Regions from separate parts of the Arachis hypogaea genome. Here region 2 is linked to region 1. The links are chromatin contacts, called in public Hi-C maps. All regions are on one chromosome and are shown on one strand. Each heading gives the region's core, a stretch centred on a gene start, on an enhancer-like site or on the middle of the called end of the contact. The rest is flanking DNA. Distances are from core to core; before and after follow the strand shown. Region 1 holds the start of LOC112710791 (epoxide hydrolase 3). Region 2 holds the start of LOC112710794.

The links. A called contact is a pair of places that touch in the nucleus more often than the background predicts.
Region 2: a contact with region 1 is called in a Hi-C map of leaf, with 2.1 times the contacts expected there. The contact joins the promoter of LOC112710794 here to the promoter of LOC112710791 in region 1. A contact is called at or near these places in 2 of 8 Hi-C or Micro-C datasets (leaf and an unstated tissue).

The regions. Positions count from the first base shown.
Region 1 is chr9:29,875,384-29,879,191 of arahy.Tifrunner.gnm2.J5K5, forward strand. LOC112710791 (epoxide hydrolase 3) reads left to right here and starts at 1,726. Exons shown (of 4, transcript XM_025763194.3): 1 at 1,726-2,601. The coding sequence starts at 2,128.
Region 2 is chr9:30,341,772-30,345,579 of arahy.Tifrunner.gnm2.J5K5, forward strand. LOC112710794 reads right to left here and starts at 1,742. Exons shown (of 5, transcript XM_025763198.3): 1 at 1,083-1,742. The coding sequence starts at 1,109.

The DNA of each region.
Region 1 (3,808 bases), core at 476-2,975:
ATACTTTAAGTAAATAAATATTATAAAGCATATAAAGCATATAAATGTATAACCTTTTTGTTTTTAGATAAATAAATATAAAGCATATAAATGTATACAATAATATATTTTTATTTATTAAAATGAATTATTATGCAGTAAAGTTTTTATAAAATTAAAATATTATTTTTAATTACAAAAATTATTTTATATTACTTGACAAAATAATTAAATTTTATTTGTATTAATTGACAGATGATAGATTATTTTATATTAACATTAAAAACATCTTAAATGTTTATTTTTGTAAAAATATTATTCATAATATAAAATTATACAATATGATTAAAATATATGTTGATTTAAAAGATTACGTATATAATTATATAGAAAGATTAATTTTTTAAAAAATAAAAATTTAATATTTAATGTTTTGAGTTATTTTATTTATATTTCTCTCACTTAATTTGATTATTAGTTGGATTAACAACTGAAGATCATATATAATATAAATCTTATAAATTTCATTCTTAAACACTCATAATTAGGTTAGGACATACTATATTTCTATAATTTAAATGTTCATGTCATTTCATATTTTTTGCTTTTTGTAAAAGTAAATTTTAATTTATATTTAAAAAAATTTAAAATAATGTTGTTTATTTTTCTTATTTTCTAAAAATATAAATAAAAAATAAAAAAATATTTATTTAAAAGTGAGAAAGTAAAAAAGTTTCCAGTTTTAATAAAATTGAATATAATATTACGATATTTTAATATTATAATTTTTGTTTTAATAATAATAAAAAGGTAAGAAAGTTTCCAGTTTTAATAAAATTGAATATAATAGCAATTCTTAAGTTCATGTTTTTCTTAAATAAACAATTCTTATATTTTTTATTTATTATTTTTATTGTTCTATTTATTATCATGATAAATTTCATAAAATTTTGAAATTAACATTATTTTTTATTTAAAAAATAAGCTCAAAAATTATTATTATATATAAAACTAACTTCAATTAATAAACTACAGTCTTATCTATATTTTATATCACTCAACAAATGTCATAGTACCTATCAAATAAAAGAAAACCAATATTCCACGTGTTTCCTGTTGGGTATATGAAGATGGTAAGATGAAAAAATCTTATATTTATGTAGTGGTTTCAAGGCACGATTAGATTGCTTTTTTTAGAGAGATATTTGTTCCCACACTTAGTTGCTATAGGGTTGATGACAATACTCTCCCAGGATACAATGAAACCTAAAAATTTCTTAATTAGCAATAGTAAGAAATTCTCAACTCTCTTGAACAAAGAAAATCTCTTAATAGTAGTGTAAATTGTACGCTTAGTACTTCATATCTGAAATAATGGACAATGACTTATTTATACATATTGCACGTAGCAATTATGATTAGTTACGTATACAAATGGTTGTGTCATTTCTATTGCCAATAGATACAATGTTTTGAACATATACAACTCTTAAAGAGTTGTGTCCCTTTAGCCAATAGACACAATATTTTGAACATACACAATTCTTAAAAAATTATATCCCTTCAACCAAATGGTACAAAATAATTAATAACCATTTATTAATATTAATAATATTAATAATAATATTAATAATATTAATTAATCAAATTTGTAAATACCCTTTATTTCTTTCTCCTTCTTCCAACACATTTGAGCAAGTGTGAAAAAAATTTACTTTCCTCACCTTAACATTGCCTTACTTTTATTTCTTTTTTTTCTTGTATATTTGGCGTGGAAGATACCGGTAGGAGAACACTACGGAGATAATAATTTTGTTGAATAATATGAACAACCACCAATCAAATAAAATATATTATACTTTTAAATTAACTTTCTAAATTTTAATATTAAAATAACCATCCATACACTAATAAAATAAACATCTAATATATCTATTATTTATATTGTTTAATATTTTGATTGTTCAATTATACTTTTCCATACCGAAAACATACTAACATCGAACAAATTTGCTGTCACGACTCACGAGTCTATTTTAGATCTCATTGGTTTCTGTACGTACTTATGACAAATTAAACCAACGCAGAAGTTCGTCAAAAGTAAATACCAAACACACACAGAAAAAGAGAAAGAAACAAAACACAGCTATGGATACCATAAAGCGCAGAACGGTGGAAGTCAACGGCATAAAGATGCACGTGGCGGAGAAAGGAGAAGGCCCGGTGGTTCTTTTCCTGCACGGCTTCCCGGAGCTGTGGTACTCGTGGCGCCACCAGATACTGGGCCTCAGCTCCCTGGGCTACCGCACCATAGCCCCAGACCTGCGGGGCTATGGCGACACGGAAGCACCGGGGTCGGTGACGAGCTACACGTGCTTCCACCTGGTGGGTGATGTGGTAGCTCTGATTGATTCTCTTGGCGTAGAGAAAGTGTTTGTGGTCGGACATGATTGGGGGGCCATCATCGGTTGGTACCTCTGCTTGTTCCGACCAGACAGAGTTAAGGCTTATGTTTGCCTCAGTGTCCCTTTCCGACCGTTTCTTGGAAGAGACCCAAAAATAAAGACGGTTGACGCTTTCCGAGCCGCATGTGGAGATGATTTTTACATATGCAGGTTCCAGGTAATCTACATGAGGAGATGATTTTATTAATTTTAAATCTAAAGTAGAAGAGTAAATTGCATTGTTTATCACTGATATTTTTAATATTCTTTCTAACTATATATATTTGGAAAACATCTAGAAATCAATTTTTTTAACCTACAATTATTTTTTTTTAATTTTTACTTCTCTCTACAATAACAAGTACGACTCAGATCCTTTAATTTTTTTATTTTTATTTTATTCGTCGGTTATTTGTTTAAAGAAAATGTAGAGCACATGTTCACTTAAATATTTGATAATTATTAAGAGAACTTAACCAAAAAAAAAAGTAAAGAAGATAATAGGAATAGTAAGGGGCCTCGTTAGATTATTATAAGAAGGTTTAATTATTTTATTATTTTTTATAATTTTATTAAATTATATATTTTTTTAAATTAATTTATTATTATTTTTAATTTTATAATTAAATTTTTTATATTAAAAATATTAAAATTAACTAAATATTTTTTTAAAAAAATTATGTGAATAAATTTTTAATTACAAATATTTTTAATTTATAAAAAAATATACAATAAATTGTAATATTTTTTATATTATAAAAATCTAATTAAAAAATTAAAAAATAAATATAAAAATTTAATTAAAAATTTAATAAAATTATATAAAATTCAATAAAATAATTAAACCGTATAACAATTAACTAGACGTGAATGGATTGAAGTCTCTACTAAAAAGTAAATCAAACTACCCCACCAACGTAAATTATGGAACATCCAGATTTTTTTATGATTTATATATTTATTTTGCCTCCTCAATTTGTCAGAAGAGCGGTGCCGCTTGTTTTAAAATACTGCTGCATGTGCATTTTTTTTATATTCATATTACCAATAAATATATTTTTATTCAAACATAAATTTATTATGAACAAAAATATAAATGGTTTATAAATGTTATGTAGTTTTACATATGTTTTTGTACTACATATTCTTTTTTATAACATTGAATATACTTTTATAAATCATAAATATTCGTTTCTCCTTATAATAAATGTTTGTTATCTTATATAAATATATCAAAATGGATATAAGATAACCAATAATTTCTCATTTTTTATTATCCTAAATTCCTAATAATTTCTCATTACCTGATAACCTAACATAATTAATGATATAATCATATCTAGATCTGGGAGAAGCTAATAATTTTAATTTCATTGAGCCACTTT
Region 2 (3,808 bases), core at 492-2,991, 470 kb after region 1:
CAACTGGAAAAACCATTTTAAAATAAAAGAATAAATAAATTATAAATAAACATCCTAAAATATAATCGTAGTTTAATATAAATCTTAAAATATCTTCCAAATTTAAAACACTACCTGAAATGTCATCAACCAAAGCCATATGATCTTATCAAAATACAAATTCAAAAGTTAAATAGTGAAAAGAAATACCTAAGACAATAGCTATAACATCCAAATGAAACAAGAATTAGGAGCTCTTTACACTGGTCATCCAATTTAATCACTGCACCACCTGCAATTAGTTTTTCTATACATTTTCAAATCATTACTAAGAAAAAAAAAAGGTGCTACTTACACACTACTAAGAAAGTTGCAACCCAAATTTCAAATCACCCAAAGAAAAGGAAAGAACAACAAACAGGAATTCAGCGGGTAATGAAGAAATATAGAATCTGGCTTTCAACAATTTCCTAGTGTCTTCAAAGCAAGAAGGTCACGCAACGTTGGATGAAGGTTCCATCTAACATATTTGAAAGCATAATTTCTAAAACAAACAAAATAATCAGGTGCTTGCCATTCCTCACATAAAGGAGCACAAATCCATATTACTAGTAAACCTCCAGAGGTGGGCTTATCAATAGGCAGAGCAAAGATTGACCTGAGGTTTCTCTTCTATATCACTAGCTAAATGGAAGTTCATGGTGAGATTCAATTCCATGGGTTTGCTACGAGGAATTTAGCACAAGGGATGAATGATTAGCAAACAAACAGCAAATGAGAATTAGTGACAAAAACGACCTGCCTAATACCTATTCTGTTAAAAAAATTGATGACATCAAAATGTAACAGAGTTGAAAGATCACATCCAATACAAATTCTATATAGCAAAAAAGATAAAATTAGGAATGCTTCCAATATTTTCCAAGTACCAAAATATCAATAACACAAAGGAGAAGAAATCAAAATCATCAACTAAAAATGAAATTATAGTACTTCAATATCGTCATGGTATACACCTCAAAGAAAGACATAATAGAATTACAGAATCATATATCATATATATAAATATAAAAAGCAGAAAGAAACTCATGAAACTCCTTTACCAAGAGGCAGTAGCTCCTCAAAATCATTCAGATATCGAGAACTATGGGGAATCGTATTTGAACCACCAAGATCAGAAGGTTTCCAAAACTGAGATATTCTGGTTGAACTGGTTGACGGACGGCGACAGACGATGGCGACAACACGGCGGAAGTTCAAGGTCCTCCTCTTCGGCGCAGCGACGGCAGAGTTCCTCCACTAGTGCTCTGCAGTTAGCAGAACGGATTGGGGGTGGAAAGTGGGCCTTCTGCCAGATCGAACGAGAAGCAAGGGGAAAGAACTTCAATCCGCGAAGAAAAAGGGATTCAATGGCGTGGGCGGCGGACTTTGCGCTAAGAAGACGACGGACGCCGAGCTGACCTCGAGGAGGAAGCTGCTTTCGGTGAAAGTGAACAGGGGTTAGAGACTTGGAGCACGAGGGAAGCTAGATGGACGGACGGACGGCGACTTTGAATGCGACGGACGGCGGCGATTTGCAACTGCTTGCGGCGGTGGTGATGATGGCTAGGCGATTTGCAACTGCTTGCAATGGGTTTCTTTTTTTTTTTTTTTTGCACGGGCTTGCAATGTGTTTCTGAATGAAAGAAAGGGAGAAACGGGCTGGGGGAGAGAAGATCTTGGGCCAAAATCGAAAACAGAGACAAATTAATGTTTATTTGGGCGTTATTATTAAAATTTTTTTTATTATTTAACGTAGCACATTTTTAATAATAAAAGTAAAAGTATTAGAAAAATAAAAAAAAATCCTTTTTTAGAATGAGTAATTTATATCTTTTTTTAAAAGATTTTTTTCTTTAAAAAAAGATATTTTTTATGTAATAAATAAACAAAAAAATACTTTTATATCATTATACCCAAACATAATTAATAAATAAAAAGATCTTTTTACATGAGATACTCAAACATAAAATTATTTTTACTTTTTCATAAGATCTTTTAAAAAAAGATAACTCGAAAAAAAAAATTTTTAGAAACTTACCTAAATAAGCCCTTAGTTTCAACCATTAAAAGAAAAATAAGTTAATTAAAAAAAACCTCTAATTTGAGCCAGATTCTTAATTTTTCCCCTTGAGCATATCCATTAATATAGTAGTCACTGAAAAACCGAAAATGTTAATAGAAAAGGCCTATTTATACCCATCTAAAATAAATAGGAGTTAATAGTCAAAATCGCCCTTGAAAGACCTTGATTTTCATTTTCATTCCTGAAAAATAAAATTAATCAAATTTGTCCCCGGAAAATAACCAACCTGGTCGCGTTAGTCCTTCCGGCATCTCCTGCGCTGAAGTGGCTAACGCTCGCTGACATCGCTTGTTAACTGTCAGCGTGGCACTCGCTTAGTGTACCCTCTTGTTGCTGATAAGATAAATTTATTAGACCAATTCAAATTAGTCCATAAATCCATAAACCCTAATCCCAAATTCGATGATTGGTTACCTTGGTACTCTCGTCCCTCTTCCTCTCACTTCCATCTCCCCTCTTCCTCTCACTTCCATCGCTGCTCTTAGAACAAGTAATTCAAACTATAGCTATATTGAATCCTCTTCTCAGGCCATTGAAGCAACTCAAAAGCTTCCTCAAAACTCTACCACAACATGGGCTTTAGTGCATCTCTCATCATCTGGTGTTTCTTATGAAAGTTAAAGATAATGTTACTAGGAAATCATTGAGAGGGAAGCTCCAGGATAAAACAAAAAGAAAATTAATTTTCTAATAAGGTGATTTTAACCCAAAGTTCTAGAAAAGAACTTGCTTTTCATCTGTGCAAGGAGTGAAGAGACGTTATAGCAGTATCGGTTTTGGAAGCTCTAACCTCGAGCATTTTTCATTTCATTACTGAAAACAAATAGGAGTAGCATCATGGAATCCATGAATTCGGAGATAAATCTGCATTAGGAGAATAGCTGGAGCAATGGAGACATGAAGGAATATCGAATCGGAAATGATGCAACGGGATGAAGTAGTAATGTCGAGGAGAAAAAATAGGAGAAGACAACCCAATGTTGATGAAGACAACCCAATGTTTTGAAGATTAGCTTTCACAATAGTAGTAGGTCTAGGAAAATGGGAGAAGTTCATTATAATGGAACTATTGCTGCACATAACCTAATCTTGCTTATCTAACTTTAACCCAGAAAAACCACTTGAAGTAGAGGAAAAAATCTGAGCCATTTCCCCACAAGGTACTTGATGAGCAGGGTTATTACCATTATTCTCAGTTATTTCTAACGCTTTGGACCTAATAGATGCAAATGATCCTTGACATTGATGTGATGATGGTTGGAAAAATTGACTTGTGCTAGATTTGGATCCAAGGATCTTAATCTCTCCTCTAGCCATAACCAAAAAGTCCTTGTTAAGGACCCTTGTTCTGAACCAAAAGTATGACGCGCATAGTTTTTGTGAGAGTCCCTAAGTACCTGATTAGAATTGCTTCTTTTGTCCAAGTAAGAGAGGTTATTTAAGAGAGGAATTTCATGCATGGTGACTCCAGAGTGTTCATGTATGAAATCAGAACCATAGTCATGTGGCAAAGATTCATCCATTTCACAATTCAAATCAGAACCAATAGCATCATGGAATCCATGAATTCTACTTTGGGCGATGACTACGATGCAGACGATGTCGATGCGCAGGCAATGACGGCATTGAAAGCGTAGGAAGTGACACGGGTGGCAGCATGAACAACCTGGGAACATGGAATCTGCTATAGAGATGAGGTTCGAT